Regions from separate parts of the Mus musculus genome. Here regions 2, 3, 4, 5, 6 and 7 are each linked to region 1. A link is a contact called in public ChIA-PET, Hi-C, HiChIP or PLAC-seq, Micro-C and promoter capture Hi-C data. All regions are on one chromosome and are shown on one strand. Each heading gives the region's core, a stretch centred on a gene start, on an enhancer-like site or on the middle of the called end of the contact. The rest is flanking DNA. Distances are from core to core; before and after follow the strand shown.

Region 1 (2,653 bases), core at 106-2,605:
GCGCGATCCTTTTGGGGTGTCTGACTTCTCAATGTGACAAGCCACCCTCTCTCCGGCCACCTAATTTCCTACGCCAGGGTTCGCTCGAACCAGGCACGCGCCGCTGGCAGAGTCGAGAATGATGTGTGAACAAAAGGTGGTAACTCTCTGCTCCCGGGATTAGCAGGAGCAGGCGCGGTTGTGCCTGGTGTCCCCCCACCCCCCCAAATACAGCACTTCAGCCTCCCTTAGACCGGGGCAAGTGGGGGTTGGCCGCCATCCAAGAAAGCTCTGAGTTTAGGCAGCGGGGAAAAAAAGAGATAGCTCCCCAGGTCTGCACCCCAATTCTCCTTTCCTCATTGACCGATGTGTATGAACTCCTGAGACAGCTCCTACCCTAGCATTCACCTTCCTTCACCCCCCTCTAGGGTTCCCGGGGTTATACCGAACCAGGCCTCTCTCGTCCCCGTGGGACCTAAGAGCGCGTTCTCAGTACTTGAAGCTGGGCTGCGCAGAGGAACCGCTGCCAGCATCCAGGCCAGAACCGTTCGCGTAAACAAACACGGAAACTCCAAGACGCGTGCGGATTGCAGGTGATTGGGGAAACGCGCCAGCACGGCCTCCCCGGGACTCAGGCTCCAAACCACAGCAAAACCGTTCACACTGACACGCACAAAGACACGCGAGGAAGGGGACTCCAGCACCCCGTAGTCACTCGGGTACTTTCCTCCCAATGCCCAGCAGGGCTCAGGCCGCCAAGTCCCTTACACTACCTACCCTCCCACCTCGCTCTCCCGGGCACCCACGTTTACCTTTAAGCAGGCAGATGTCCGTGCGCTCCGCGTTCCGGCGCAACGCCTGCACGACCAGCGACACCGTGCTGTCCTCCCGGAGACTCTCGGCGCGCGGGCTGCGCTCGTCGTAGACGATGACAGCCGAGTAGAGGCCAGAGCGCAGGCGGGCACGCACCTCTTCCTCGGCGGGCAGGATCTGCTCCAGGCTCACGGAGCCCTTGGCCCTCCGCCGCACGATGGTATTGCAGCGCACGTTCACCGAGCCTCGGATGTAGCCCGCGCTGTGAGCCAGAAACGGCCTGCAGTCCAGCAGCAGGCACTTGCCGCCGCTCAGCAGCCCCAAGGCGCCGTGGCTGCCGCTGCCGTTGCCGCCCGCGCTGCCGCCGCCGCCGTTCTCATCCCGGTTCATCAGCCTTTTGAGCACGCTGCAGTCCATCTCCCGCAGTTCCTCCATCGTCACCATGTCGCCGGCAAAACGCAGTAAGCTGGGGAGCTAGCTGGAGAAGGCCAAGGGCACCGGAGCCAGCTAGGCTAACAAGAAGGAACCAGGCGAGGGCTAAGAGGGCGCCTGCAGAAGTGACCCGCAAACTTGGCCCCAGGCTCTTCTCCCTCTAACACCCCTGCTTCCACCTCCCGCAGCCTCAACGTTACATAGCAGTCCCAGCCTTCTCTGGCGCCAAAGCTGGCGGGCGCGCGGCACCCGGGGCAAGCGATCGAGCAGGGGAGTGTGTTTACGAGAGAGGGCTCCTCTCGGTTTGTCGCCTCTGGTGTGTTTTGCTAGCTAGGGCTGCTTCTGCCGTGGGCTCCGCCGTTTCCCCCACCGCTGCACCGCCGGAGCTGCACGCACTGCCCCAGCCAGAGTTTCCTCCTCTGGCTTAGAGATTTATTAATGCTCGCCGGCTCTCCCGGGGGAGGGAAGAGTCATTACTACCTCGCCAGGCCCCGCCCCCAACGCAAGCTTCCCGCCCCGCCCCCACCCCGGCTCGTGAATGGAGCGCCGGCCCCCTCGCACCCAGTCACGGGGACTCGACGTCACAAAGAGAGGAGTAAACAGGGCGCTCGGTGCTGGCTGCCAGGCCCATTCATAAAACGGAGACCTAGAGGAAGAAAAGGAGGCAGCCTCCGACCCGCCCGCGAGCCGGCGGCTCGGGGACTTTGTGAATGGAGCCGCGGCGCGGTGCCCTGTCCTTCCTCAGCCCCGGAGCGCGGCGATCCTGGTAGAGATCGTTGCGGGTGGCGACGCGGGGCCTTACTGAGGCCTGGGCTCTCCGTGTGGAGGTCTTCACCCCTGCGCTCCCCCCCACCCCCCCGGCCTCCCCAGTCTTCGAGGTCTCGCTCCTGCAGCTCCGAGAAACCTGACACTGTGCGGCTGCCACCCCGTAGGGCTTGGGGACCTCTCCTCGCCGGACTTAATCTCGTTCTTCGTGCCCGGCCGGTTGTGTTTTGTCTTTGTTTTTTTCCATGCGATTCCCCGGACTTAGTTTATACATTAGCGTGATCGATTTCCATCCCGAGCTATTACATCTGGTTTATAGCTTCCCGCGGAACCTGGGCCAACGCAGATTTAGAAAGATGAAAGGGAAGGCCCTCGCGCCGAAGCCCAATAACAAAAGAGAGGTGGAGGGGTTTGTTACTTTACAACCCAGAGGGGGGCGTTAATTGGCCGAATGCTGTGCCCGTGCAAGAGAATGGGAGGCACTCGGGCCCAAGCTTCCTAAAACCTGCTTTTTTAACCATGGGGGGGGGGGGGGGGAATACCCGGAGGTTTTCCTCTTTGGTGGGAGTCCTCGCTTCCCTCCTCACACGCAACGTCCTCTAAGGAAATGACGGTTAAGGTCTACATTTGGTACGAAGGAAAAGATGCTGAAAAGTGCCCATGG
Region 2 (2,653 bases), core at 64-2,563, 670 kb after region 1:
CCAGAAGATTAGTGGATGACACGGACGCCATGAGCAACGCGTGTAAGGAGCTTGCCATATTCCTCACCACAGGCATCGTCGTCTCGGCTTTTGGACTCCCTGTTGTGTTTGCCAGAGCACATCTGGTAAGTGGCCATACTCTACGAATGCTTTTATAGCAGACTGTCCACTCTCTTCTGTTTTGCTATGTGAAAGAGAGGTGGCAGCATTAGGGTGGAGAGGACGGATTAAAGCCTCGGCTTTCCGTCTCTTCTTGCTGTCAGACTGAAACTGTTGGAAGACATGGCTGGGCTCCGCAGCAGAAAGGGCACAGTAACTGTGCTGTGCATCCTCCGGCCAGCCTGTCCTGTAAAGCCCGAACCGGTGGTTCTCAGCCTTCCTAGTGCTGGGACCCTCCAACACGGTTCCTTATGTTGTGGTGACCCCAACCATAAAAATAGTTTGTTGTTGCTACTTCATAACTGTAAGCTTGCTTATGATGATCATAATGTAGATATCTGACATGTAGGGTATCTGATATGCCACCTGGTTGAGAGCCTCTGACCTAAAGCACAGATGTGTGAGACACTTATCCTCTGAGCCTGGGAAAGTGTGAAAGAGGAGAAAGGGCAGACTTGTACCCAGAATCACCCTCAGCTCTGGAAAGGTGGGGAGAAGGGCTGAGACTAGCCACACGTCAAGTGTGGTACAGGCATTTGCCTCCTCTGCCCCCGTCAGAGAAAGTACAAGTATGTCTCCCTCACTGGTACTTAGAGTTCAACTTCTGCTCCAAACAAGATTTTAGACTCCCTAAGCAAAACTTCCTTTGTAAGTAGTAATTACACAATCCCATGCGGTGCTGGCGACACGGGGCAGGGTGCATCCTAAACACACAGGACCCTGGGGTGGGACTGCAGAGAGAGCCGAAGCAAGCTACAGTGGCCGTTCTCGAAGGCGAGCTTGTTCCTGAGTGATTTATCACCTCCTACGATCAATCAATAGTAAATAAAAACACATACAGGGTGTGGAGTGTTGTGCTGTGAAGGTCACCCAAGCCACATTGCTTAGGATGGTGATTGACTGATGCACAGAGATGGATTTGCTGTTCCTCGTTGCCTTCACGTCGCGTGTCTGCTGAATGTGTCTCTCTTCCTGCCGTAGATCGAGTGGGGAGCTTGCGCACTTGTTCTCACGGGAAACACAGTCATCTTCGCGACTATTCTAGGCTTCTTCCTGGTCTTTGGAAGCAACGACGACTTCAGCTGGCAGCAGTGGTGAGGAGCTGCTGAACTGTAGTCACGTTGGACTTCTGTCGTCTGCCGGCCACCCGTGCACAGGAGAAGGGGCCGTGATGCTGAGCTGTTGGCGAGCCTCTGGGGTGTCCTAGTTGCTTCCTTCTCACTGTTGTTCGCCTCCTGTTTCCATGGGGACTTGCTGAAGATTAAAAGGATTTTCTCATTTGGAAAAGCTTGGCTGGTTTCCCACTTCTCTAGACTGCTTTCCATGGTGTCCTGCTGAATCTAAAATCCTTACATGTTTTCCCTGTTCAGTTGTTTTAAAATCAGTATGCAATGTTACCCATTTTTAAGATGTAATAGCCATTTGCATTGGTTTAGGAATTCAGAACTTCTGGCTGTATTATGGGCTAAAGTATATATTTTCTCTAAAAATCAGTTAATCTCCATTATTAAAAAAAAAAGTATACATGAGTAAGTTTTCATTCAGTCAGGATGACATCACTCCAGGTGAATGCAAACCTTCAGAGCGTTGACATACCTTATCTACTATTTACTCAGTGAAAGATAGCTGCATTTATACCTCAGGGGGGCCGACTGATACTGCCCATGCCCTCCAGAAGGGTTGCTGGTTTTACTAGTGGACAGGTGTTTTGTGAATTGAAAACTATTTTGTGGAATTGCTATAAAAGAGTGCTTTTCTCCTCAACTGTTAGAAGAATTTATGTTAGACTTTAAGGTACAAGTGTAAAAACAAGTTCCGGGATCCAGTTTCTATCCGTGTGTGTTATGGTCAAAGCAAGCGAGTAGCTGTGTGGGAAAAAGCAACATTGGCTTCCCACTGTCTGCGTGCCGTTTCCATCCTTAGTGACAGGTCTGAGCTCTGTCACCTCTCATGGTTTGGAGGGTGAAAGGGACATGCATGGGACAGTTGTGTGTTTGCAGTGTAGATATTCAAAAGCTTCCCTCTGCTTCCTCCTTTTAACTTATTTGTACATTGTATATATTAAGTAAAAGAACTTTTCAAATATAGTTTAATAACGTTTAGAAATGTTTGACTACTAGGAAACCAATTGCTATGCCATACATGCAGAGTGCCCCTCCCCCACAAGGCCTTGACATGATTCACAAGTGACTTGTTAGTCTTGCAGGTAATCCAGGAACGTGCAGTTGTAGGACTTAGACCACCGTAAGAGTAGTCTCCCAACCTTACAGCGTATGTACTTGAAAAGCACTTAAGGCAGGTTTGCTGTAAACCTCTCAGTTGTCGCGGTTTGGTTTCATCGTGATGGATCCGCTGTCGTGAGTAAGGTATTTATTGTATGAATTCATACAGAGTAGCCAAATCCAGCTGTGTCACCTCTTCAAACACAGCCCTGACCAAAATCTTCTCAGTGACCAGGCATGACCAAATCGTAGCGGTCATTGGCATCTTCAGT
Region 3 (2,653 bases), core at 82-2,581, 650 kb after region 1:
CGTTCCAGAACAATAATTTTACAGCAAAAGTAGAGTAAGAACCACCAGGAAGTGGTTCACCATTAATTTAAATGTGGTTGTGTTTCTCCTTATAATTCCCCTGAGCCTACATCTCCAAAGTTCCCCAGATTTTCAATGAATTGTAATCAAGTCTCTTGGTTTTTCACACAACCTTCTAGGATTACTTGGGCAAAGTGTACAGGCAATTTATTCCAAACAGCATGGCAAGGCATACTTATCAAGTTAAAGCTCAGTCAGTCGGCCGTGCAGAGCAACTGCACTGACCCACTTCAGCACGCACGAACAAAATTATCTTTCAAAAATAAACCTGTTGTTTAAATTCAAAACCACGAACAAAATTATCTTTCAAAAATAAACCTGTTGATTAAATTCAAAATCCAGGCATACACTGCCATTGCTGTATTTTCCATGCCTGACAGCTTTCCACTCCAAGCCAAAAAAAAAAAAAAATGTCATTTTAATTGTCATTTAAATGTCATTTAAATTTAAGAGTTTATTTCTACATTTTAATAACAGAGGGAGGGGGTCCGCGAGCGAGAGCGCTCCCCATCAAACCAATTTGCATGTATTTTTACATAAAAGTTAAGAAATTGTATTTTAGATTTCACCATGCATGCATGGTGAAAAGTATGAAGAAAGCTAGTATAAACAACGCAGTTTGCGGCACTAATTAGAATAAACAGCAGGAATCCAGGTTTGCTGTCCTGGCCCCTACTCGGGACTCAGACCACTGGGTGCATGGTAACGACGAGCCATAGCAACAGGCAGCCATGACAACAGTGGGCGATGATGACATCGAACAGCCATGATAACAAGACAAGATGCGCAGGTAGAGAGTCAAACTTGTCATCAGGACTCAAGGATGCGGCCTACAGAACAAGAAAAGCGGACCATCTGGGAGTCCGAGGACCTGGAGAACTTTTCAGAACGGATTCGTGCGCCCCGCCCACTCCTAGAGGCAAAGCAAAGAAGCCAGGAGAAGACAGACAGGAGGAAAGTGGTCCAAAGGGGGTAGTGATGAAGAGGCCGGGCACCCGCAGGGCGGCACTCACCAGGGTCGTTCCAGCCCAGCGCAGGGCCGGCTACCAGCAGGAGTGACAGCAGGAGCAACAGCGGGCAGCGCAGGGCTCTCGGGCGGCCGACAGCGGCCACAGCCATGGCGCTGGGTGAAGACGGCGCTCGGTGGCCCGAGACCCGCTGCGGAAGTCGGCCAGCCGCTGCGCAGCGACCACAGGAACCCACCATAAAAGGGACCACCTGACAGCAGCAAGACGCGACGTTACTTTGTCCTGCGCCAATCTGACGTCACTGCCGCTGCGGCACGTAGGCGTCCGTGACTGGTCGCGTTCGGCCCCGCCCCTAGCGTGGCACCGCCTTGTGGGCGGGACCAGACAGGGCGCTGTCGCGTGGGCGGAGTCTCGGGGCAGACACCTTCTGACTTGTCAGTACCGTGGTACCCTAGCGAGTGCTCAAATGTTCCGGAAGGTTCGTTCAGTGCAAAGCTGCCAAAGTTTTAGAAGTTAGAAACTTTCTGAAAGGGAAATCGAGGAAATAATCTAATAATACTTAAATTCAAAATTCCAGTAATCTTTCTGTAGGGCGTTATTTTGCAGGTTGGGGACCTGCTTAAGATTGATGTTCAGTTACCATGTACTAAAAGGGAATCAGGCAGAAAGGCACCAAGGGAATGACTTTGTGATTTCTGAGCATGGACCCTTCGCACAGTTCAACCACCCAGACAAAAACGTTTCTCTGTGCTTTGAAGTCTGGTGCGAGTCTGAGTTTCTTGGATGCGGTCATTCAACAAGTACATGTTGAATACCTAATATAACATAAAATACAAAATAAGACAGCCACTGTTTTAGCCATGGAAAATAACAAGGTCCTCGTATTCGGTAAGCTTAAGATGATATAGCACAGGACAAAAAAAATAAGAATAATAATTAGTAAGTTTGTTATCAAAAATAAAACAAGATAATACACACTGAGAGGCAAATTCTGGAAGGGCCCGCCTAGGGGAATTACTTTGAAGCTTGAGATGTGAATAATAAGAAAAGAACTCATTAAAAAAAAAAAAAAAGGTAGAGGTCTTGGCTGGAGAGTTGGCTCAGCAGTTAAGGGCACTGACTGCTCTTGCAGAGGTCCTGAGTTCAATTCCCAGCAACCACATGGTGACTCACAACCATCTGTAATGGGATCTGATGCCCTCTTCTGGTGTGTCTGAAGACAGCTGTAGTGTACTCGTATGAATAAAATAAATTAATCTTAAAAAAAAAAAGTAGAAATCTAACCTCATGGCCAGTGGCTTAGTGGTTAACATCTCACCCCACCTCCACTCACCCCTCACCTCATTCCATCCCCCCCTCTCCCCCACCCAGTACCCCAATACCCTGCTCTGGCTATGTTTTCAGAAGCAGTCAGTCATCCACACAGCCTTTTTAGGTTGAGATTCTAACACACTTGTCAGAACCTACCTGGCAGGTACTGTACTAGACAGTGTAGATACAATGGAGAACTTTAAAGTTGGAGGCATGAGATAGGCAAACAAGACCAGTGAAACTAAGTTTCTAGGAAACTAAGAACAGGAGATGGAACACGGGAGCTCTGGATGGAACCCAGCAATCTTAAAATT
Region 4 (2,653 bases), core at 82-2,581, 620 kb before region 1:
TTAAAAGCAGCAGAAACATGCTACTAAATCAAAGTTGTGTAAACTGTGCTATTGGTGCGATGTGGAATATTCTGTGGTGCTCATTGAAATGACGTCATAAAAGCATCCTTGTTGACACAGCTTTGATCCTATATTGTTAAGTGAAAGATAGCTTCACAGCCTCATTTTATCGATCTTTATCCTGGAAAAGACTAGCATGGTTAGCTCTTAGGCATAAGGTTATATTAAAACCTTGAAGTCTCAAAACGATTATGCGTACTAAGGACTTCCTTCTTGTCGTTTTTATTTTTAAAAAAATTCTGCAGTTGTCAGGTTGGACTTGTGTGATTATATATACGCTAATGCACATATATACATCAGAGCAGTAGGAGAACATTTTAATGGGTACATTTAGACACCCTACCTTCTGCACACAGCATCTTCCCCTTGTATCCGCATGGGGCATCAGGCCCACCAGGGTTCTGGATTACTCTACTTCTGCTAAGGTAGGATGAGACAGTGGTAGATACCTAGCACTCAGGTAGCTGAGGCAGGAGGTTGGTGAGTTTGAGGCTAGCTTGGGCTATAAAACAAAACAGTCTCAAAACAAAACAAAAACAAAAAACAAACAAACAAACAAAAACCAGCTGAAGGAAAAGAACCCAAAGGCTGGTATGCCCATCCCCCAGAACCCCTGCATTTCCCACAGAACCCCTGTGTGTCCCAGGATGGTCAACAACTCAGTTTGCCTGGACTGAGGGCTATCCTAGGCTACAAGATTTCCTGCGTTCACTGAGAAAGCCTAGGCCAATTTTGGGACCAATTGGTCAGTACTTCCCAGGCATAGAGGTTGACTCTGATTCCCTTCGTAGAATGCATTCTCCCACAGGTCTGAATTCTTCTGGTCTCAAAGCTAGGAGGGCATGAAGTTCAGCAGGTGGAGCAGGACTCAGAAACAAAACAAAACAAAACAAAACAAAACAAAACAAAACAAAACAAAACAAAACAAAACAAAACACTCTGCACTTTTGTCTCTGCATTTAGCCCAGGGCATGCTTTTGTTCTGTGTCTGAGCTTCCAGAAATAAAATGAAATAAAAGATTATCTAAATAATTCAGGACGAACTGGTTATTCAGTGAAGTACTTTCTCACATCCACTATTAAGGACTCCTTTTTTGTAGGCTGAAGCTAACGTTTATTCCATTCCTTTGGCTCTACGTTTTCCGGCTAAAGCTTTTAGCGTAAAACAAAAGAAGAAAGGGGTCAGGGACCGGAAGAGAAAAACCACAGCCAGTGTGGGAAGGAAACCTGTCGCAAGCGGAAGTCTGTGTTAACTGCACGGAGCTTCAATGAGGTTTGCCTGTGCGCCCCAGAGCTCAGGTTTGTAAACCGAGGCAAAGGGATGAGGGTGTCAGACGCTGTGACGTGTGTCACCCTTTGGCCACACTGATCTAGCTGTGGGACGTGACAGGGAGTGTCTGCCCAGAGCTGGCCTGGCTCACTCGGGTAGGTCATGTGGGTAGCCGATGGACCTCTCCGCATTTCTCTGTCTTGACCTTGGAGGTCAAGAGTGCAGAGTAGGAGAGCGCTGGCAAAAGTTAGACGTGACCTGTAGTTCATCCACTTCCGGTGTGCTGTTTGAGAAGTTATTTGACCTCACTATGAAATGAGTAATGTGAATGATACTCTTCTTACTCCACATTGATCTTTCTCCTCGCCAGACACCTGGGCACGATGAGACCTGCGGTCCTTTCAAGACAAGAAAGAAGCTGATCCAAGGAGTACAGAACAGCATTCGCAGCTCTGTGTGCACAGTGTCCTCTGAGCTTGGAATCCAGGACTTCTCCAATGGGAAACCTTTTCTTTTCTTTTCTTTTCTTTTCTTTTCTTTTCTTTTCTTTTCTTTTCTTTTCTTTTCTTTTCTTTTCTTTTCTTTTCTTTTCTTTTCTTCTCTTCTCTTCTCTTCTCTTCTCTTCTCTTCTCTTCTCTTTCTCTTCCTCGTCTCTTCCTCGTCTCTTCCTGTCTCTTCCTCGTCTCTTTCTCGTCTCTTTCTCTTCTCTTTCTCTTCTCCTTCTCTTCTCTTCTCTTCTCTTCTCTCCTCTCCCCTCCCCTCCCCTCCCCTCCCCTTCCCTTCTCTTCCCTTCCCTTCCCTTTCTCTTCTCCTTTCTTTTCTCTTCTTTTCTCTCTTCTCTTCTTTTCTCTTCTCTTCTCTTCCTTCTCTTCCCTCTCCTCCCCTCTCCTTCCTCTTTCTCCCATCTCCCTCCCCTTCCCTCTTTCTTTATTTTTTTGGGACAGGGCTTCTTTATGTTGGCCTGGCTGTCCTGGAACTCATTCTGCAGAGCAGGCTGGCTTCAAACTCAGAGGTCCACCTGTCTATGCTTCCTAAGTGCTGGGATTAAAGGCATGTGACACCACTAGCACCACTACTACCCCTTTGTTAGCTTGTAGTTATTGTACAAAATATGGAGTTTCATGAAGACATTTTCCTACCAACAGATGATGTACTTTGGCCCCCCACTGCCATTACCCTCCCTTAACCCCACCCACCTTCCCCTGCTAGCCTTCTTCTACTTCTCTCCACACCAGAACTTTAGATTTATCTTTGTTTTCCAAGACAGTCTCCTATGTAGGATTTCTTGTGGCTCATGAGCTGCTTTTGCAGAATGCTGGGAAA
Region 5 (2,653 bases), core at 102-2,601, 570 kb before region 1:
CTGGACACAGTTGCAGGACAGGATCCCAGGAGCCTAAGGAGCTGTTTCCCAAGAACAATCACACACCCTGCTTTCACGTGGGTGCCTCAGAAGTCAACTGCCTCTGAAGAGAGCTTGGGCCAGGTTTGGGACGCTTGCAGAAATACCTTCTGTGTCCTACTGAAATAATGTGGTCTTTCAAGATGCTGCCAGCCTTAGAAGGCCAGTAATATTTCTTTTAAGCTTGACAAGTCTGAACAGAAAAACAAAAACAAAAAACCAAAAAAAAAAAAAAAAACCAAAAACCAAAAAAAACAAAAAACAAAACAAAACAAAACAAAACAAAAAAAACCAAAACCCACAACCTGCCTAGCTTCAGGCAGTTGAGCGACTGAGTTTCTGACTGAGACCTTCTTTCTGCAACTCTTCCTCGCTGATGTCAAAACCAAGTTAACAATAACCCACCGCAACACTACATTAGATAAATATCCTCAACCAATTCAAGACACCACCATCCACTCCTCCCCCCCCCTTTCAGCAAATCTCGGTTCTCTCCCCAAATGTCTAGCTGATACTTTTATATGTATGAAGTTGACATTGGCCCCCTTTTGTATACAGACCCTAATTATTACAGTTTTAATGTATACACCCCTCAATCCTTGAAGAGAAATGTTTTTGAATAGGGCCGCATAATGAGCAGTCAGGTAGCTTTGAATGAGGCAGCCCACACCAGCTAATAAGGGCCAAAGACAGCAAGAAGCTCAGGCCTAAGAAGGCCTCTGCCCAGCTGAGCTTTAACAAACGAAGAACTCTCCGGGTTTAAGGGTTTCTTCTGAGGTCACTTGCAGCTTTGACCTTCAAGGTTGCTAATAGGGCCCCGATGCTTCTCTTTCTACTAACTTTCCCCTAAATGGCCCTAGTTTACTTCAGCTGTCTCTACTTTCTCCCTGGCTCCTGGACGTTCTTGCCAAAGGGACCAGTTCCTTCCCTGCCTAGGCTGAAGAAGCCTTTCTTTCTCCTGGACCCGCAAGCTGAGACAGGGCCACATTCCAGCAACTCTGCAAGTTCCCCCACTCAAGTCTTTTTCAACTTTCTCTGTTTCCCCGTGGGCCTGCCATCCCCTGTTCTGAAGCTGCCGTCCGGTTCAGAGCCTCTCCTCTGGGTTCAAAACGGTAGCTGTGAACAAGTCCCTGGGGGAAGGTCAGCGAGTCCCCATCCCACCAGACACAGGGTGTGCCTGCACCCGCCCTCGCCCCAGCTTAGACTGGGTCTGCACCTACCTCTCCCGGCGGCGCCGCAGCCGGGGCCGCTGCTCGCTGGCCTCATGGGAGAGCCTGAGAGAAGTGTCAGGGTTGATTGCTGCCACTGAACTACGTGAGCGTCGGGGTGTCCCGGGGGTAGGGCCTGGGCTTAGTTCCCGGAGACGAACAAGGAGGAGGAGCCCAAGTTATCACATCAGGGCGGGACCTGGCGGCGGGACAGCCCAGATGGGGGCAGCGCCTCGCGAGCACCCCCACGCGGGCTGCCCCGTTCCCGGGTGGAGCTCGCCTCGAGCCCATTGCCTTCCGAGACCCGAGACGACACAGCGTGTGCCTCTTGCCTGTGTGCAGCAAAAGGAGATCTGAACCTAAGTGGGGAGTAGTAGGGACTGGTCCGCACTACTTGATGGAGTCAGGGCTGGGACACGGGTTTCTCGCGTCTATTTCGTAACGGGAAACTGAAGCCCCGGGAGCTTGTATTTGGACTCCAGATTCTGCCACAAAAAACTAGAATTATCTTCCAAAGTGTCACATCTCAGGTTGGGGATGTGCCACGTTAGGACTCGAGACATCCTTTCTGTTCAGGACACGTTTCGCAGGCTAACTCGCTTAGGGATCTCGGGGGTCCCCTCTAGGCTCCATCCCAGCTCCGGTGCCTGAGATGTTTCTGCACGCTGAAGCGACAAGCCACCCGAGCCCAGCTAGGGGATTCTACTACCTGGGAGTCAGTGTTAGTGGGACAAATGGTAAGTGTCGGAGAACTCCCCCGCGTGCCCCTCACCGCAGATTTCCTGGCTCTGGACCTTGAACTAGAGGCTTGAGGAGGTACGTACCCGGTACCACTCTTGAGTACGGAGGGGAGACCCTTCAGCCCGCCCCACCATCTGAGCTGGGTGACAGTGACAGCAACCACGACGGCAAAAGTGGGGCAGGCACTCGGCTTGGTCCACGCAACAGCAGCCCTCTCACCTGCTCACTGGATTGCAGCACTCTGGATTCCAGCTCCAGCAATCTGTGGCTCACTTTAACTTTCCAGCCACCTCTCCCCACTAAGGGTGCTATCCAAGACCACCTTACCCCCACCCCCACGTGAACGCAGGACTCAGCCAATGAGCTTCCGGGACATGAGCCGCAGACCAATAGCTACACTTGGGGCGAACAGCACTCTACCACGTGATCTGCAGTGTGTGGCGAGTGACAGGGCTGGAGTCCAGGATCTGGGAAGGGGACAGCGGGTCACAATTTCATCAGGAACCGGGGTACCCATGCCAAGGGGTGGAGGCGATTTCCTACGGTAGAAGGTCCGGCTGTAGAGAGACGGACTGAGGAGCACAGGCTGTGTGCAAAGTTCCCCACTGCTAACAAAGTTCTAGCTAGATGGTAGACTCCCAAGTGTGGAAGGCAGTGTTGTCTTT
Region 6 (2,653 bases), core at 98-2,597, 550 kb after region 1:
AACTAGAAAGTTATGGAGGGAATGCTGAGGTCTTAAACACTGGAATTCATTCTAACATTAAGAAATATGGGGAAGGAAGAAAGTGATCAAAAATATATTATATTAAAAATTAATAAAAACATACATATAAAACATGGGCTCTAACTAGTTACTTGCTTTTAATCTCAAGAACTTGTCATTCTTGAGGCATGGGAAACTCTAAGGAGAACTAGAGAGGGGACTTGAAACATGACCCCAGGACCAGAGTCCCTCCTGCCAAAGCTTAGGGCAGGACTAGTGGAGCCTAAACTTCAAGGCATGAAGCAGGGATGGAAAGGCAGAGATGGCCTGTAGATCAGCCTGAGTGACCCAGATATGACAGTAACTTAGCAAAAACTATGGGGCCAGCCTTGGTGTACAGGGACTTCCTTTTCTCTCAAGAAAGAAAAACAAAAAACAAAAACAAACAAACAAAAAAACCTAAATTACTTGTATTTAACTTGCCAAGGGAGTTCTATAAGGAAAAATCATCCCAGCTTCAATGAACAGGTTTTTGTTTTGTTTTAGGAAAAAGCTTCTAAATAGATACATTTGGAGCTGTATTCATAAACACGCATGTTAACATCAAACCAGCTTGTTAGAGTTCATGAAAAGACAGGCTCGAAGCAAGCATTAGTTCAATTATTCACCAATTATTGTAAGCATCTCTATGAGAGTCATAGAGTGAACACCAACACAAAAGTCTCACCCTCCAGGATTTTCTATTCTTTCAGGCCCCATATGTTGAATGCTGTCTTAGTCACTTTTCTGTTGCTGTGAAGAGACACCATGACCAAGGCAGCCCTTATAAAGGAAAGCATTTAATTGGGGGCTTGCTTAAAGTTTCATAGGCTTAGTCCATTATCGTCATGGCAGGGAGCAGAGCAGCACGCATGGCAAGCATGATGCTGGAGCAGTAGCTGAGAGCTACATCCTGACCTGCAGGCAGAGAGGGAAACTGGGTCTAGGATGAGCTTTAAAATCTCGAAGCCCACCCTCAGAGGAACTCCTCCAAAAAGGCCACACCCCCAATCCCTCTCAAACAGTGCCATTCCCTGATGATGAAGCATTCAAGTACATAAACCTGTGGGGGCCATTCTTCAAAGCACCACAGATGAGATCAATTCTATGACAATATACAAATGTTGCTATCCTCACCACTGTGAGCAAATACCTAACAGAAACAAGCATAAGGGAGGAAGGATTTAATTTGGTTTGTAGCTTTTAAGACTTCACCCTGAAGACATGGACTCCACTGATTCTAGACACAGAGAGACTTGGTAGTGGGAGGATGACAGAAGTAGCTGTCCACTTTAAGACAAACAGGAAGCAGAAAGCAAAGGCTGAGGGCCAGTTATAACCTTCACCCCAGTGACCTACTTCCTCCAGCTGAACTCTGCTTCCTCAAGTTCCCACAGATTCCCTGATTAAACCACCAGCTGAGAACCTTGTGTACCACAGAAGAGCTTCTGGAAAACAACTCCTATCTAACCATAACAGAATGGAAGTAATAAGTGACAATCTCTTCAAAACAGTGACAAATAAGCAGAGTCTGCGGGGAAGGGGGTGACCTTGTATAGCTCTCAGAAAAAAAGCATTCCGTACAGAAGTAACAGGGAGCACAAAGGCTTCAGGGTGGTAATAAGCCAAGTATGATCTACAGTGTAGTCTATATGTGGCCTATATGTATATGTGTGTGTGTGTATATATATATGTGTGTGTGTATATATACATATATATATTTTACATATATATATATATATATTAGTAGAGTTAGATGACACTAAGCGAAAGGAATCAGCAGACACTGAGAATGGGAAAGTAGGCAGCAGCCAGAGTGAGCCTTGTGCTAAGTGGATCTTGACTTGAAATGAATATTCATCAGTCACTGTCTCCTCTCTCCTCCCCAGGGTCGTTGACCACTGGCCCAGGAGGATAAAGGGAGCAGAGTCAACGAGCAGGGTTTCAGAAGTCCCATGAGCATAACAGAAATAACAGACATCCCCGGGACCAGCATTGGGGTGGCAGATCAACTTTATTCAGGGTGAATCAAGGGTTATATAGTTTGGGGTATATCCAGAGTGGGCAAAGGTCATTGGCTGAAGGCTAAGACACTGAGAGAACTCATTAGCATGGGGAGGCGTTCCAGGAATCTCAGGTTCTTGTTGAATGGGTTTCTTATAAGGAAAAAGGAAGCTGAACCCGTAATCTCACCAAGGCTACGTGACGCTCCACAGGTAGACAGTATGAGGGTTTTGAGCTCCCCAGACAAAGTCAGAGAAGGAGAAGCCCTGCTGGTAAAGGGAGTCCCCCATTTTACAGCAAGGTCAGAAGGCTATCCAGACAACGGTAGACTTGGGCCTTAGTTAGCAGGGTTTCTCCACAAGTGACCAGTACTAGGAGACAGAACGCTATGAAAAACAACTCAGCCAAGGAAAGCAAAAACAAAAGTATTAGTTCAAACAGAGAAAGAAGCCCCGGGAAGCATTAATAGAGACGGGAGCCAGTAACAAAGCCTGAACATAACTTGCTGTGACTTGGAGTATGGTATGAGTAACATCCCAAGACACCTCTGTGATTGAGGGATTGGTCCCCAGGGTGGCATTATTAGGAGGTGGGACATTTGGGAGTAGGG
Region 7 (2,653 bases), core at 71-2,570, 530 kb after region 1:
CGCCCTTTAAAATCGGGTTTCCCACCAACAGAGCAGCCATGCTGGTGGAGCCGTCACCGTGGCTCTGGCCACAGACCTCTTACACTCTTCCTTAGAAGACGACAAGCAGCCATGCCCCTGAGGGTAACCATAGCAATGATTCACTTGGGCCATATTCTTATATGACCAGGATGAAATCATACAGTGTAGATCCCTGTGTCTAGCTCGGTTCTATCTTATCACGTGACTCATCCACAGAACACAGTATGTTCTCTCTCCTGCTGAATTCTACTCTGCGTGGATATGCCACAACTGATGCCCTTGAAATCACTTCACCTTTGGGGCCAATGTGAACAGTGTTGATGTGAGCCTTCTTGTGTGCATCTTGGTAGCTGTCTGAATATCATATGCCTGGGGCTAAAATTGCTTGTTCACAGACAAGGATTGTGCTGGCCAGTTTTATATCAACTTGACATAAGTTAGAGTTATCTGAAAGAAAGCAAACTTAATTGAGAAAATGCCTCCATGAGATCCAGCTGTAAGGTATTTTCTTAATTAGTGGTTAATAGGGAAGAGATCAGAGCATTGTGGGTGGTGCCACTCCTGGGCTGGAGGTTCTGGGGTTCGATATATAAGAAAGCAGGCTGAGCAAGCCACGGGGAGCAAGCCAGTAAGCAGCCCCCCTCCATGGCCTCTGCTTCTGCTCCTATAACCAGGTTCCTGCATTGATTGAGCCCCTGGCCTGACTTCCTTCGTGATGGATGCAAAAGCAGAAGCCAAATAAACTTTTTCCCCCCTAGCTTGCTGTTGGTCATGGTATTTCATCACAGCAATGGTAACCCAGAGTAAGAAACGTACATATAAAAATCCTTCTTGCTGCACATACTTGTCAATATCACAATATTGCCTTTTCTGCTTAACCTGTTTTAGTAATACATGGTAATCTTTCACCACAATAAAGCATTTATTTATTTTGTTATTAAGCCTTGGCTGTCTGCTTTTAGAAGTGTATCTTGGTCATTTCTCTCATACTTTGTTTTGGAGCAAACAGACCTTTTCCCTGATGACTAATGAAGTTATCATGCTCACAAACCAAATGAGTCACGGAGCTAAAGTGAGACTTAGAACAACAGCCCGAAGCCTCTAGGCTTTTGCTGCCACCAGAATAGGGAGTTCAGGGTCAGTTGTAGTTGGTAATTGTGGCCAAGAAAAGCCAATGAATAAATCTTAAATCTTAAATGTCCTTAAACCATGACGGGACTCGTGTGTGTGTGTGTGTGTGTGTGTGTGTGTGTGTGTGTGTGTGTGTGTGTGTGTTTTCTTTTGTAACTCATTGCATAGTTCCCCAGCATGAACTTTATAAATAACTGCATCATGCTACAATGTCAAAAGGTGGTGGTAGTGGGTGAGCTAAATAATGGCATGGCCATTTATGAATTACAGGGACTGACCTAAAAATTGTGTGTGGGATAGATGATAGAAAGTGAAACTGTGCGTAGGTAAAAATAGTTAGAGATAAGTGGGACAGGAAGAGAAGCAACAAAACCGGAAAACAAAGACAAACCAGTGCAAGCTGGAAAGGGAAATTTACAAGAACTAATCCTTCGATTCTTTTTTTAAGACCAAAAGCAGAAAAAGAAAGGGTTTTTTTTTTTTTCCTTTCTGATGACAGATGGACACAGTGGGCCAGAAGACAAGGCAGTTTTTGAAAAGTATATACTTTGTGTAAAACCCAATGATTTTTGACATGTCAGCTATATCCAAGAGAAAAAAAAATACCTCATCCTGAAAAATGGGAATTTTGGTTCAAGAAATATAAGGCTAAAGATAGAGTTGGGTGAATCAGTTGAAAAGAGATCTAGAAGTGAAGATAAGTTAGAGAAAGGTCAGAGAAATAGGAAGGGGGAGTCTGCCTGTTCCAGTAACTCAAGGACAAAAATCAGAGCAGTGTGTCTACGGCAGTGGGTCTAGAGTATCGGGTCTAGAGCAGTGGGTTCTATAGCATCTACGGCAGTGGGGTCTAGAACAGCAGGGTGTAGAGCAGCAGGCCTAAAGCAATGGGTCTAGAGCAGTGGATCTAGAGCAGCAGGGTCTAGAACAGCAGGGTCTAGAGCAATGGGTCTAGAGCAGCATATTAATAGAACATTTAGCAATGTCTTCCATTGTGAAAAGCAGGAGAATTGGGTCAGGAGTAATTGAAAATAGAGTTGAATGAAACCATTTCCATGGTGGAGAGCTCTTCTTATTTCAGACCCTGAAAATCCAAGGACCATAATCACTGAAAATTCCATAGCTTCCAAAAGTTAGATTTGGCTTGCAGATTTCCCACTTATGTGGGAATAGTGATAACCACGCCCTTATAATAGTTTTTGCAGAAAACCTATCCACTACACTTACTGTTTCAGATATGTTCCATTTCGAAGCAATAGCCCATTGAATTTGTGCAAAGATTGAGGATGAAATGCTGAGTTCTGTGTGAGCAGCTGTCATGACAGATCGCAGATCTTGAGTGGTTAGATTCTGTTGTTCTGGATGTTCAGCCAGGGTGTTCTGCCTCTCAAATAAGCCTCGGCCTAGGAATCCTTAGGCCCCTATTGTGGCCCTGTGTGATGCTCACAGGACCTAGTTTCACTCAGATCTCAATCTGGTTTGAGGCTTTACACTACACATGAGC

What was found. A called contact is a pair of places that touch in the nucleus more often than the background predicts. ChIA-PET counts read pairs in DNA pulled down with a chosen protein or histone mark. HiChIP or PLAC-seq counts read pairs in DNA pulled down with a chosen protein or histone mark. Capture Hi-C pulls out chosen DNA fragments and counts their contacts.
Region 2: a contact with region 1 is called in an H3K4me3 HiChIP or PLAC-seq map of forebrain, with 7 times the contacts expected there. The contact joins the enhancer-like site here to the promoter of Dusp4 in region 1. A contact is called at or near these places in 6 of 39 promoter capture datasets (the HPC-7 cell line, the SN4741 cell line, cranial neural crest and 3 more), 2 of 15 datasets of contacts at CTCF or cohesin (the NIH/3T3 cell line and large pre-B cells), 17 of 484 Hi-C or Micro-C datasets (B cells, LSK cells, Th1 cells and 11 more), 53 of 115 datasets of contacts at active chromatin or transcription factors (the 230-238 cell line, CD4 T cells, CD4 single positive thymocytes and 36 more) and 3 of 9 other capture datasets (adipose tissue, embryonic stem cells and liver).
Region 3: a contact with region 1 is called in a promoter capture Hi-C map of liver, with 11 times the contacts expected there. The contact joins the promoter of Saraf here to the promoter of Dusp4 in region 1. A contact is called at or near these places in 10 of 39 promoter capture datasets (3T3-L1-derived adipocytes, the HPC-7 cell line, the SN4741 cell line and 6 more), 1 of 15 datasets of contacts at CTCF or cohesin (the NIH/3T3 cell line), 24 of 484 Hi-C or Micro-C datasets (B cells, CD4 T cells, CD8 T cells and 15 more), 59 of 115 datasets of contacts at active chromatin or transcription factors (the 230-238 cell line, CD4 T cells, CD4 single positive thymocytes and 43 more) and 4 of 9 other capture datasets (adipose tissue, liver, macrophages and 1 more).
Region 4: an RNA polymerase II ChIA-PET map of effector CD8 T cells shows a contact between it and region 1, with 6 read pairs. The contact joins the enhancer-like site here to the promoter of Dusp4 in region 1. A contact is called at or near these places in 6 of 115 datasets of contacts at active chromatin or transcription factors (effector CD8 T cells, embryonic forebrain, embryonic stem cells and 2 more).
Region 5: a Micro-C map of embryonic stem cells shows a contact between it and region 1, with 1.8 times the contacts expected there. The contact joins the promoter of Ppp1r3b here to the promoter of Dusp4 in region 1. A contact is called at or near these places in 3 of 484 Hi-C or Micro-C datasets (CD4 T cells and embryonic stem cells) and 7 of 115 datasets of contacts at active chromatin or transcription factors (embryonic stem cells, extraembryonic endoderm stem cells, memory CD8 T cells and 3 more).
Region 6: a Hi-C map of bone marrow-derived macrophages shows a contact between it and region 1, with 19 read pairs. The contact joins the enhancer-like site here to the promoter of Dusp4 in region 1. A contact is called at or near these places in 3 of 39 promoter capture datasets (the 3T3-L1 cell line and liver), 1 of 15 datasets of contacts at CTCF or cohesin (large pre-B cells), 2 of 484 Hi-C or Micro-C datasets (the HL-1 cell line and bone marrow-derived macrophages), 22 of 115 datasets of contacts at active chromatin or transcription factors (SST interneurons, craniofacial prominence, double positive thymocytes and 14 more) and 1 of 9 other capture datasets (embryonic stem cells).
Region 7: a Hi-C map of muscle stem cells shows a contact between it and region 1, with 5 times the contacts expected there. The contact joins the enhancer-like site here to the promoter of Dusp4 in region 1. A contact is called at or near these places in 10 of 39 promoter capture datasets (the 3T3-L1 cell line, the C10 cell line, cranial neural crest and 4 more), 1 of 15 datasets of contacts at CTCF or cohesin (large pre-B cells), 27 of 484 Hi-C or Micro-C datasets (the C2C12 cell line, CD4 T cells, CD8 T cells and 17 more), 28 of 115 datasets of contacts at active chromatin or transcription factors (the NIH/3T3 cell line, SST interneurons, bone marrow-derived macrophages and 20 more) and 1 of 9 other capture datasets (embryonic stem cells).

The regions. Positions count from the first base shown.
Region 1 is chr8:34,806,312-34,808,964 of GRCm38.p6, reverse strand. It overlaps Dusp4 (dual specificity phosphatase 4), which reads right to left and starts at 1,355. Exons shown (of 4, transcript NM_176933.4): 1 at 792-1,355. The coding sequence starts at 1,236.
Region 2 is chr8:34,136,326-34,138,978 of GRCm38.p6, reverse strand. It overlaps Leprotl1 (leptin receptor overlapping transcript-like 1), which reads left to right. Exons shown (of 4, transcript NM_026609.2): 3 at 1-125; 4 at 1,141-2,653. The coding sequence ends at 1,257. Among named protein-coding and RNA genes, the nearest start is that of Leprotl1, 9.1 kb to the left of the region's middle. Within about 2 kb of position 1,313, at least 14 of the 459 cell types and tissues checked have an H3K27ac peak or open chromatin away from gene starts, as enhancers often do. A contact at or near this core is called in forebrain, neural progenitor cells and neural stem cells, where this site is marked.
Region 3 is chr8:34,153,257-34,155,909 of GRCm38.p6, reverse strand. It overlaps Saraf (store-operated calcium entry-associated regulatory factor), which reads right to left and starts at 1,331. Exons shown (of 6, transcript NM_026432.4): 1 at 1,074-1,331. The coding sequence starts at 1,179.
Region 4 is chr8:35,429,574-35,432,226 of GRCm38.p6, reverse strand. No RefSeq gene overlaps it. Among named protein-coding and RNA genes, the nearest start is that of Gm34853, 5.7 kb to the left of the region's middle. Within about 2 kb of position 1,331, at least 92 of the 459 cell types and tissues checked have an H3K27ac peak or open chromatin away from gene starts, as enhancers often do. A contact at or near this core is called in effector CD8 T cells and microglia, where this site is marked.
Region 5 is chr8:35,375,360-35,378,012 of GRCm38.p6, reverse strand. It overlaps Ppp1r3b (protein phosphatase 1, regulatory subunit 3B), which reads right to left and starts at 1,351. Exons shown (of 2, transcript NM_001364452.1): 1 at 1,260-1,351.
Region 6 is chr8:34,253,950-34,256,602 of GRCm38.p6, reverse strand. No RefSeq gene overlaps it. Among named protein-coding and RNA genes, the nearest start is that of Gm29243, 38 kb to the right of the region's middle. Within about 2 kb of position 1,347, at least 9 of the 459 cell types and tissues checked have an H3K27ac peak or open chromatin away from gene starts, as enhancers often do. A contact at or near this core is called in bone marrow-derived macrophages and liver, where this site is marked.
Region 7 is chr8:34,274,973-34,277,625 of GRCm38.p6, reverse strand. No RefSeq gene overlaps it. Among named protein-coding and RNA genes, the nearest start is that of Gm29243, 59 kb to the right of the region's middle. Within about 2 kb of position 1,320, at least 62 of the 459 cell types and tissues checked have an H3K27ac peak or open chromatin away from gene starts, as enhancers often do. A contact at or near this core is called in the C2C12 cell line, CD8 T cells, the HL-1 cell line and 13 more, where this site is marked.